2 separate regions of the Arachis hypogaea genome follow, and region 2 is linked to region 1. A link is a contact called in public Hi-C data. All regions are on one chromosome and are shown on one strand. Each heading gives the region's core, a stretch centred on a gene start, on an enhancer-like site or on the middle of the called end of the contact. The rest is flanking DNA. Distances are from core to core; before and after follow the strand shown. Region 1 has its middle 17 kb from the start of LOC112771165. Region 2 holds the start of LOC112771671 (probable terpene synthase 2).

Region 1 (6,772 bases), core at 991-3,490:
AACTTAGTTAATTTATAAATTAAAGAATTTATAATTTTATAATATGAAAGATGTTATTTATCTTTTGAATTTCAATTTTTAATCAATTTTTTAAGAATTTATTATTATTTAATTAATTTGAATATTTATTTTTATAATAATAATTATGTAAAAAATTAGAAAAATTATTTATTTTTTATTTTTTTCTCTTCTAAAAATTGATCAAAGACTAAAATTTAAAGATACCTAATTGCACTATTATTATATTAGATGATGATTTAATATGATTGTTGTTGTTATTATTATAAGAATAAATTTTTATTAATATTTACTTAAATTAAAAGCTGTAAAGTAAGATATTTTGAAGAGTGGTAAAATTTTTATTTTAATTTTGGCGTTTTTGAAGGGTAATGAATACACTTTTTCCAAGTATTAAGTTTGAAGGAAGAAGTCCCTATGCATTTATATTTTGAAGTGTATACACACGCACCAACGCAAATAAGTTCTCTCAATTTTTTAAATACTTAAGAGAATAAATTGTAATTTTTTATTATTAATTTTATAAATAAAATAAAAGATAAATATAAAAAAATAAAAATTAAATTAAATCATTAATTTAATTTTCACCAAAAATTCGTTCCCTACACGAACCACCTTAATTTCACTAACTCAGTATGTACCATCATCTAGAGTCAAACAAAATCCTAAAGATTTTCTCGAACAAACAAATCAAAGTCTTCTTTTTCAATAAATCCAACATTGATGTTTATCCATTTTGAACTTTGATTACTATTTCGTGCTTTGATTGTGTTCTTCCCCGCCCGAATACCCATAACCATAAGCTTGTATGTTGTATCTCAATTTTATTAGCGCATGAATAATGTGATCACTTCCCTATTCACGTGCTTTCATATGGTACAATTAATATATTATATAGACACACTACTATATACTTTCTTTTTTAAACAAAAAAGATTACATAATAAGGATATGGTCCAATTAATTAAACGGATCCACACGTGGCGTTCGCGCAGCATTTTTATTTTTTTTTGTTCCTAACACTGTTGAGTCGGTTACCAGCTAGCCATACAATAATGTATGTATGCACTTTTTGTATCTTTTATTCTTTTTTTGTGACGATGTAACGCTTTTGGTCTTATTCCTCAAGGCCCTTCAAAATTGTTGAATCAAGTAATAAAGCTGTAAAGGGTAAAATTGTGTAATTATATTATCTGAAAGTAATAATTATGTTCAGTTATCTTTGCATTCTTCTTAGTAACACAAGAATTACATTATTAAGGCTTCGTTTGTTTTTTAAATAAAATAAGATAAGATACTAAAAATAAAATATAAAAAATTTAATTTATTTTTTTATTCAATAAATTTAAAAATATATATAATAATAAAAAATATAATTATAAAAAATTAACAAAAATAATAAAATAAAAAATAAATTATATTTTTTATTAATATTTTTATATTTTTTTATTAAGATAGACACAAAATATAATAATTTAATATTTTTAAATACAATATCTTTCGTCTTTATAAACCAACCTAATAATTTGTGAATTTAAGCCACAAAAAAATGGTTTAATAAGAATGACATTATGGATCATATATGTGTAAGGTTTTATTAAAATCTAACCTGGATGGATGTAATAAAGAAAATCACCAAACACTAATTATATTATTTTCAAAAAATTCTACTAAGGTTTCGTTTAGATAAACAGTTTAATTAAATTTCTTTTGATAAAATAGTTTAAATAATAAATGACTATATTAAAAGTAGCTTATAAATAAATTATTTTGTGTTTAAATTTTTTATTTCTAAAAGTATTTATTTTATAAAAATATTATAAAAAATAATAATATTATAAAAGAAATTATTGTTTTAACTTTTTTATAAATTTTTAAATAATTTTTTAAAAACTATAATTTAATTTTAAAAATTATACTAAATATTAATACTACTATTTTTTATAAGTTATAAATTTAAAAAAATTACTCTCAAAATTTTCCAAATGAACCTTAAGTTAAAAATTTTAGATTGGATTGAAAGATGTGAAATAGTAGAATAAGTTAAAAGAATGTTATTGTTGGAGATGAGTAGGATAAGTATGACACGTGTTATGTTAATATTGGAGATTGGACAGGCGACGGTATTCCCAAAACATCACGTGGGAAAAATTAAAAGAGGGGCAACAAGAAATTTATATTTGTGTTCCCATTTCGGAGTGTGATGAGTCTGAAACTCTGAATTAGTCAAACGTAATAGAGACGTGGACTACTAAATACTGCACGCTGGTCAAACTACAGTGTTGCTATCAACAAAAATATACATATAATGGCTTAATCACAAAGATTTTCAAACTCTAAAGAATATTCTTATGGTACAAGAAAGAATGTAAACAAAAATAGTAACATTTAGTATACGGACATGCAAAATTTTTGGTACTATATATTCAGACAACCCTCTCATTTAATTATTTGAGAAAAAGACAAATAGGTCCCTAATCTTTTGTCACGCAGATATTTTCGTCTCTTACCATTGAAAAATACTTCTAAGTCTCTGACCTTCACAAAATTTGGACGAATCAGTCCCTCCGTCCAAATGCCTCCGTCAGGGACTGATCCGTCCAAATTTTGTGAAGGTCAGAGACTTAAAAGTATTTTTTAATAGTCAGAGACAAAAATGTCCGCAGAACAAAAGGTCAGGATCTATTTATCCTTTTCTCTAATTATTTTCTTCTTTTTAAATGCATATTTTTTTATAAGATATAATTTTATTAATTTTTTGTAGTTTTAATTTTTTATTATGTATTATTTTAAAGAATTTATTTAACTTATGTCATAAGAATACATGTTAAGATGATAAATTAATTTTTTTAAATACAAAAAAAAATTAATTTTTCAATGTATTTATTTTTTATTTATTAAATAAAAATATTTAAAATATTCTATTAATAGTAGTCTTATTATGTGTCCTTAGAGTATATGTTAGTTAAATTTTATTTTAAATTCATTAAATGCTATACAAAGATATATTTTAATTTTAGTTATGTCCCAAAATTATTCAATTATTAAATTTTTAAAATAATAAATAATATTTACATTCTTATTTAAAAATAAAAGGACTAAAAAATTATAATATACTCAATAAATCTAATATTTTATCATTGTGTATTTAAAAAATTTATTACATAGAGATATGATATCAATTTTTTTTAGGTTAACCTTTTATGCGAGCATGTGTATGTGTATTGAATAATAGAGTTATTAATGGGTTCACACTACAAAAAAGGTAATATTATATGTCTATTTAATATAATTACAATTTTATAAATAAAAATAGTACAATATAGTATATACGTAATAGATATTATAATATTTTAGAAAAAAATTTATTGTAATTTATTTTTAACGAGAGCATACAAAAAATTGTTTAATGTGAATTTTTTCAAGCTGTGAGCTTATTGCCTTATTCACCAAGTCAAAAGGTGTATAAAGGAAACTTGACTTTTGACGTTTTCAGCTTCAATTCATTCGTTCCCCGCATTCTCATTATTTTTTTTAAAGTATTGTTTGGTTACCAGATGAAAAACAAAAAAAAATGAAAAAAATAATAATTAAAAGAAAAGTGAATTTTTGTGTGTTGTTTGGATGAAAAAATAAATAAATAATAATAAAAAAATTATTTAAATAAAAAAATTATTTAAATAAAAAAATTTATATCAAAATAAAATTATATTTATATTTTTATTTATATTATATATAAATTATAATTTATATTAAATAAAGGACAAATTCGTAATTGAACAATTATTTACTTTTTCTTCGGCTGTTTTCATCTCATTGAGGAAGAGAAAACCTTTGGATGGATCTCATATTACATTTTTTTCTCCTCTTAATTTTTTTTGGGTCATCTAAACAATGAAAATTTTTATTTTTCATCCATTTTCCTTTTTTCTATTTCCTTTGAATCAAATACCGTGTAAAAAAAATTAATTATTAAGCTAAAGCATATAAATAGAGGTCATTAGGGCAATCGGCCATGACTTTCCAAATTTTTTATAAAAATATTAATAGTAGTTTTTCAAATAATAAAGAGTAGTTGAGTTGGCTCAAATACTTTACTATAATTTAGAGTATTTAAGTTTAATTTCTATCTTATATTTTTATTGCATAATAATTTTTAGTTTTAGAATGGACCTTTGTTGGCTTCACAACACATCAAAATTAAAAGATAAAATCAAATTATATCAAAAAAGTTATCTAATAAAAAGAGATAACAATAAAAAAAATTATCTAACAAAATAAAAATTAAAAATTATTATTATAAAAACACTATAAAGACACGCTCCTTGCTGCTTGTTACTTTGCTTCTCATTATAAAAAGCATGCTTTGCTAAAAAATTAGGTATTTTTTATTTATTTAATTTAATATTATTTTATATATTATTATTTATTTTATTTAATTTTTTATATGATAAAAATATTAGAATATTCAATAAGTATTGATATTAATGTATTTATATAAATTGATAAAAAAAATTAATAAATATTATAAATTTTAATATTTATCCTTCTAATTTTTTTTATATATTTTACAGGATATATATTCAATTTTTTATATAAAATAATGATGAAAAATCAAAGAATTGATACATTTTTAAGAGGAAGGCTAATATTCAATAAGGAGAACATATAACTTCTACAATATCAATGCCTGTAAATAGTTCTTCTACTTTAATGAATCACAAAAAAAGTGAGATACAACTTTCAAAAATTCAAAGAGTTGCATCTAATGAGTTTGACCTTAATTATTTGGAATGAGACCCTGGGAAACGGCTTCAAATTTGGCAATATCACCCAAACCAGAGAGATGAGATTAGACAAGCTTATCTTAAATGGGGTTCATATCAAAAGCATCTTGACAATTATCTAGGGTTGGCAATTCATACCCTACCCGTGGGTACCCAATCTGGTCCAACCCGTTCAAGTAGGGTAGGCTACCCGACCCGCTGCGGGTAGGGTAGGGTACGGTACGGGTATGCCTGCGGGTAGGGTAGAGTAGGGTACGGTAGGGTAGGGTACAGGTTTAGGGTGTACCCTACCCTACCCTACCCTACCCGCACCTCATATATAACACATATTTTATAAAAATTAGGTATATAGTGAAGGAAGTGAAAATTGAATCCACAACCTCCCTTATGTAATGATTTATAATAAGTGAACAACCACTAAAACTAGTTAATTAATTTAGTAATTTAGAGCATTAGTTTTTATTTTTTATGTTATTAATATGTATAAAATTCAAAATGATTGAATTTTATATTTACTTTAAAAAAATTTGATATTTCTGCGGGTAGGGTAGGGTAGGATAGGGTTTAAAATTTTAGGGTACAGGTAGGGTTAGGATTGAGAGATACTCAACCTGCGAGTAGAATAGGATAGAGTTTTAATAAAATTTTCAACCGGTGGGTAGGGTTATTCTACCCTATCCATTACCAACCCTACAATTATCCTCTATCTTGTAGAATTATTTATTTATTATTTTATTAGTAACAAATTTAAAGAATAATTATATTTATAAATTTTATTTTAATATAAATATTATTATTAAATTTTTATGTTAAATTTTTGCCCTCAAAATTTTATTTCAAATTCCGTCACCGCATATAATTTCCTATTAGTAACCAAGTGATAACTGTCACTCTCTTTTTGTAATAGTAATACTTTGTGTTTACAAATTAAATTGAATAAATAATTAAATTAATATTTAAAAATTTATGCAATTTTTAAGTTTGATTTGTTTTTATAATTTTTTTAATTAAATTCATTCTTAAAAGATTTAAATTTAGTCACGTTAATTTTTTTATCACTTGGTTTACTATCATCGTTAACAAAAAATATTACTATCATCGTTAACAAAAAATATTCCGACTCATTAAATGACATGTCAATATTGAAACAAGGCAATTTTTTTTAAATAAGGGACTGTGAATGAAATGACGTCATTTTGATCTCTTACTCTCACTTGAATTAATAAGGGACATTACTTTCACTCTCACTCTAAAAAACTCAATTTGAATTAGTGGACACTACACTCACTCTCACTCTAAAGAACTCACAAAAGCGTGTTTGTTGTGTGCACAATATATTTACCAAGGACAACCCTTGCTCTTATAAACAGTCCTACATCTAACTTTGTCATTCATTCTTGATGAAAGATATAGTCATCTTACTCGATTGTATTCTATAATCTCTAGTGACAACCATATATAAAGTTATGCTTGTTCTTGAAAATCATACTTACCTCAAATTTAAGGTCATCAAATCTCGGCTTCTCATTGTATTTTGAAAACACACGTGGCTTTTCGTCGTTCGAGTCTAACATCGATTCTATCTGACTCTTCTGAGACCACGAATTATCATAATAAGATGCACCTTCACAATTCTTTTCATATTCACTTTCATCGTCCGAATCTGACCATGAAACAAGTTTTAATATTTTTTATTCAAGTAAACAAGTAATAAAAATTAACATATTCTAATAAACTTAACAAAGTTAATAAAAATCAACACATTCTAATGTCCTTAGCAAATTCATAAGCTGAAAATTAACATATTCTATTAAATTTAACAAATTCACAAGCTGGAGATGAATAAAGTTATAAAAAAAGACAAACATATTTAATAAGTGAGAGTAATGTCAATTACTAATTTAAGTGAGAGTAATGGGTCAAAAACTCAAAAAGGCGATGTTTTTTTCACTGTCCCTCAACTCAGA
Region 2 (6,152 bases), core at 862-3,361, 91 kb before region 1:
GAAAGTTAGTGAGGAAGATAGAAGATATATTTATATATGAGAAATTTTTTAAGTCATTCTTTTTTATCAAGTTCAAGATAAGGTTTTTTTTTTTTCTCTTCTCGCTTAACCTTTTGATTGCCTCTGTGAAGAGTTCAAGTTCTTGAAGTGTGCCATAGGCATCATAAGTATCATCAAGAAGACAAATACATGAAATCAATTGGCCAACAATCCTTCTATGAGTGCTATATTTAGGCTCTGAAGACATAGAAAATGGCCAAAGGTATGCCTCAACCACCCTTTCTCTAGCGTAAGGAACCTTAGTTGCAAAATCTGATTCTTTCCACCACCTGCAATTGTAACAATAATAAATTAATAATAATGCAAAGTTAAGTCATAATGTTGGTTGATAGAAAATGGGTTCATGCTTATTTTTATTTTTAGTTATGATATTTCATCTATTTTTTACCCTTTATTTTGTCCAAAATTTCATTGATTATCTTTTAACTTTTTTGTCATTACATTACTCATACACCCATCAACCCACACTATGAGATTTTTAAACCATATTCTAGTCTTAGCTGAGTTTTGTTTTTTTTTTATTTTGGTATAGACTTTTCACCTTCTATATTTCCATGGTATCTGTAAGATAAGTTGCCAAGTTGTTTTGGTTTCTTATTTTTTGGTCTTGGTCTAGTATTGTTATTACTTGTTCCTTTTTTGTCACCCTAAAAGCCCTATAATGATAAAAAAAAAACCTACTACGCTGTTGGACTTGGGCTTCGTATAATAATAATTTTGCCATTATTCTTTGCTGCCCAGTCCAAGAAAGCAATTGTAAGTAACCAAAAAAAAAAGAGAGAGAAGAAATACTACCACTTGGTTATACCCTATCTTATGTGTAAACTTCAGTCACTTAAGCACGTACCTGGTGATATTTCCAAGTTCTTTTTGATGCATTTTCTGTAAAACATTAAAGTCTAATTTTGCAAAAGTTAGAAGGACTTTGTCATGAGAAGGATCCTCTTCATAGAAAGACATGTAACGTCTTGTCTCTATCCTTGGAACTCCCTTGTGAATTGGTAGCGTTAAGCTTTGATCAATTTGCTTAGCAAGATATGTGCTCAACTTATTATTGGTGATCATGTACTTGAGGTTAGTGTAAGCAAAATCATGTGCTTCATCTAGTGAATCTTCACCATGAGTGCTTAATTGTGTTGCCTCATACAAACTCCATAATCCTTCAACATCTTCCACAATGGTTTCATTGAACTTTCCCTCCTCATTCTTGAATTTGTTGAATATGTCTATATAAATTAATCACAAACAATATTATATATCAACATAGGTGGTGTGTATATAAAAAGAAGCTATAGTAGATTATAAATATATATGTACCTGATGAAATGTGATATCCTTTTTGTCTAAACAATCTAAAGAGTAATCCAATAGAGTGTAAGTCACCTTCTCCTATGTCGAGTGCATTATTGATGGAAATCTTTTGGATTTGTTCTAATGCTTCGTCAATTTCACGTTCAAAATGATAAGATATACCCAAACGTTGCATTGAGTCGATGATGTTTAATTTTTGTGAGATAGTATTGCTAGAAGATAGAAAAATCTTCTTCACTTCCTCTTTACATGTTTCAAGTTGTTGCCTCATATTTTCATTCACGACATCCTGCAAATAGTTTACATGAATCAAATGTTATATATATAAGGGTTTGGATACTTTATATATATATATATATATGAGGGAAAATAATATTTTTTTAAAGCTCTAAATTTCATGTCAAAATAATGTATGAAACTTAATTTGATATTTCCCGAGTGTAAAAAACAAAAACCAAAAAATGTTAAACTCATATTTAATGATCATGAGATATCTTAGCTAAGTAACATATATATACCAATGGTGAATTATGATATTGAAGGAAAATATCCCCCCAAATGTTGGGACGAAAATTTGCACATGGTCGTGCAATGTAAGATGATGCATGTTGATCAGAATTAGCTGTAACAGTCATTATTATATTTTTATTGTAACTGGCTTTGAGATATATGGTAATGTGGAAGCTAAGGTCTTAATTAATGTAAGGATGTGTATATGATTATGTGTGTGTAGCAATGAGAATGATATGATGAAGGATCTTCGTTAACTGGGTCTATTTATAAGTTATTTCTGATTCATGGAGTTGATTGCGTGGCCAAACCGCAAAGTAATAAGATTGATATGGATCATCATTCAACGTGGAATTCCTTTTACGAGTTTTAATTTCTTTTCATCTGTTCAACATGAATAACGAAGGCAATGTTGACATTGTTACGTTCTGGATTTCGTACTTATATGTGAAGAACAATTTCCAATTTGCACGGAGGTTCAACATGGGACAAATTGTTTAATTTTCATTTCTAACGAAACAAAATTGATAGATTAGCTTTTAAGCATTAAGACGTATTAATGTCTAGAACTTAATTTTAATGCGTAATTTTACACATCAGCAAAAATGATTATTTCTAATAAAAAAAATTTAAAAATAATTGTCTTTTTTTAATTTTATTAAAGATTAGTTTGTTGGAAATATATATTGTTTGTCTATGTGTAACATGCAGAGCAATTTCTTGAAATTGAGGAAGAGAATAGGCTTAGAGAGATGAGAAGAATGGAGAAAATTCCAAAAGTGCAAAGTGTTTTACTAATACCATTTAATTGAATTTGAATATTGAATCCACAAAACTTTGGGGGGAGACCGTAGCTGACTATATATTGCTCATGTAGATTTCAAATTTAAGCGCACATTATTGTTGATCAATGTAAGAATATCAGTCGCATAGAGTTAGAGGAATGTTCACATGTATTTTCCTCCAATCTATGCTCCAAATCTCCAAATCATTCACGTTAACTGTTTTTCTTTCTTTCCTTTTTTTTTTTGAAAACTAGTAGTAATAATATAAGAGTTTGATCTATCCTTCGATTAATCACAAGCATCTAAACACTGAAATGGTTATTGAAGGGGCAAAATTAGAAATTCACAAATTTAAATATTTAATCAAGATTGAATTGAGTATAATCCAATAATATATTTTTATATAATAAATATATATTTTCTAAAAAAATATTTTTTAACCAAATTTTCAATAAAAGAATGGACTATTATTTAATCAATTTAGGTTTAATTACTCTGTCGTTTTCTATAGTTTCATTGAATTTTCAATTATGTCCTTATACTTTTTTTCTTTTCAATTAAGTTCCTATATCATATTAGATTTTGTAATTAAATCTCTACCGTGACAAAAATATTAGGATTAACGGAATATTTTATTAAACAAAACGAATATGCCTAACACTTGACTGAATATTCTGTATAGTTAAACAAAATATTCTGTTAATTCCAATATTTTTGTCACATTATGAATTTTATTACAAGATCTGATATAGTATAGGTACCTAATTTAAAAAAAAAAAAAACAAATATAAAAACCTAATTAAAAATTCAATAAAATTATAAAGAGAAACAGAATAATTAAACTATTAATTTACTAGTTTTTGACTAATTTTATCATTTTTGACCTTTTGATTGGCTTTTCCTTTGCTTAAGCTAGATTGGTTAAGTGACTGGTTTAGTCTAATTTTTTAAACTATTGTTAACTAAAAAACAATAATATTAGATATAAAATCGTTTATAATTTTATAATTTTTATAATCAATCAATCTAGAATTCGATTTTTGTCATTGTAAATAAAAAGTCAGAATAGTAAAAATACAAATATAAACCTTTTTCTTTATAGCAAATACTTAACTCAATTTATGTTTATTTTTGTGAAAAACAATGGGCTCTTAACGAAAAAGAAACAACAAAACAAAAAAACCACTACTGATAAAACATTATTATTTGAGAGTTTGTTAAATTAATAACCATAACCACTTTCTGTTTATGGTTTAGTGTGTATTTGGATTACAGTTTACAAACGGAAGTTTGTATAGAATTGATTTTGCAAATTTGATTTTGATGAAAAATAAGTTTGTATTAACGTGATTTATGTTTGGTAATCTTTATGTCAAAATGGATTATAGTAAAGTAAATGTTGTTTAGATTATACTACTCAAAATCACTTTTAGATGAAAAATTACTAAAAGAGACATCAATTAAAATAATTTTTATATTATTCTATTATTTTACTTTAGATATTTGAATAAATCTTATTAATTAATTTTATAATAAAGTTAATATTTACTTACTAAATTAAAGTAACATATAAAAATTGACAAAATATATTTTAATACATAAAAACACTAATAAATATTAAATTAAAAGATAAAATACTAATGAAATACATAAAAAATAATATCTTATATAAAATTAGTACATAAGAACACTATTATTTCTACTGCATGTGATTAATAATTTGATTCCTAATCAAATCTCGAACACGGTCCATTTCTGCAGAAGAGCTGATGGTTAGAGTTTGATCTGAGTTTTCACCAACATAACTATTATCTTCTCCACCAAGAATATTTGCATGTTCATATTGATTAAACTCAGTATCTGTTTCAAAATGTCTTTTAATAAAATTATGAATAGCCATTGTTGCACACACTATCTGCACTTGAGTTTCAATTTTGAACTTGGGCATGTGTCGCAAGATAGTAAATCTATTTTTTCACACTCCAAAAGTTCTTTCTATTGTGCATCTTAAGCTTGAGTGATAATAATTAAATACTTCATTATGATTTGTAAATCCATAAGAACGCCTAAAATCTGCAAGATGATAGCGCTCACATTTATATGCACAAATATATCTTTTCGGTTGGATAATCGGCATCTACCAAATAATATTTACCTAATGAAGAAAAAAATAGTTACATGATAACCAAGTAAATATAGTTTATTTGTAAGAAAATGATAAAAATTAACCTGGAGGAGGATGCGGAAAATTCATGGTAGGAGTTGTAATATCATTATCAAATACATGAGCATCATGCGCAGTAAATGGCCAATATCGTTGGTCATTTTTTATTTTGCTATGAACATTCTGAAACTTAGGATCCGATGGCTTAATATATTTAATAGATAATCTCAAGTAAGCAACCAATACCTCATGAAAATATCTACTTATGGTCTCTCCAGAATGTTGAAACATTTCTTGTATCATCCTATTACCCACTGCATGACCAACAGTATTTAAGAACATTGCAACCATTTTCTGAACTCCCATTTGTCTTGTACATTTTAATCCTTGTTCAACTAGTTCATCACAAAATTGAAAAAAAAAATACGTTTTTCCATCCGAAACATTTCATAACAACGAATGCCATGGCCACATAAAATTTCTTGCACCCATAAATAACCTGTTTGTTCACTAGTTCTGCATGGTTTTTTGCACAGATAATTGACTGCATATTGACTAATTAATGCAGAAATATTTTCCATTTCATCTATTTCTTCTTCTATAATGAAAAGTAATTTTAATTCTTTATATTGTTCCTTTTCATACTCTTCAAACAAATACTCCATATTCATTCCAAATTAATTAACAAAAATTAAGTCCCACATAAGAATATAAATAAATTCTTATCAATACCAAGCTAAGAAATAAATTTTATATAATAAGAACAATAATTAAGTACCACAAACATTATATAAAATGATAAATAACTAAATAAAAATACACAAATTTTTTTATTGTCTTATCCTAGTATAACAAAAAATTCATGGATAAATTAAAATGGAGTACAATAATAACTTAACTAGTTTTACATGAAAATCATAAAAAAATATTAATTTTGCATGAATGGTGGTGAATTATATGTTGCATGTTTGAGCCAATCCAACAATCTTTGCTCATATCCTTGTAAGGATACAAACATTTCTCTAGCAGGTTTAAACATCATTAGTTGACAACAACAACTATAAAAATGTGGACACAATAGTTGACAACAACATCATTAGTGATCGTTTCCATCTTTTGAATCTCAACCATTACTTTCCCAATAGATACACCGGGTACTAGAAATGTGGACACAATAGTTGAGCGTGATTCAGATGCAGAGACAATTTTACTTGTTGCATCGGCAATTTGCTTTGAGGCAGGGACTTTAAAATTTTTCTTCTGTTTTGTTGTTTCAACAAACCACATCTCTCTTTCTTTTTCCCGTACTCTTTTGACTATTA

Evidence for each region. Hi-C and Micro-C count contacts between places; a contact is called where the count stands out from the background.
Region 2: a Hi-C map of leaf shows a contact between it and region 1, with 9 times the contacts expected there. The contact joins the promoter of LOC112771671 here to the enhancer-like site in region 1. A contact is called at or near these places in 3 of 8 Hi-C or Micro-C datasets (leaf and an unstated tissue).

What each region holds. Positions count from the first base shown.
Region 1 is chr18:16,202,314-16,209,085 of arahy.Tifrunner.gnm2.J5K5, reverse strand. No RefSeq gene overlaps it. Among protein-coding and RNA genes, the nearest start is that of LOC112771165, 17 kb to the right of the region's middle. Within about 2 kb of position 2,240, at least 1 of the 3 cell types and tissues checked has open chromatin away from gene starts, as enhancers often do.
Region 2 is chr18:16,293,595-16,299,746 of arahy.Tifrunner.gnm2.J5K5, reverse strand. It overlaps LOC112771671 (probable terpene synthase 2), which reads right to left and starts at 2,111. Exons shown (of 7, transcript XM_025816472.3): 1 at 1,890-2,111; 2 at 1,378-1,660; 3 at 908-1,286; 4 at 111-329. The coding sequence starts at 2,006.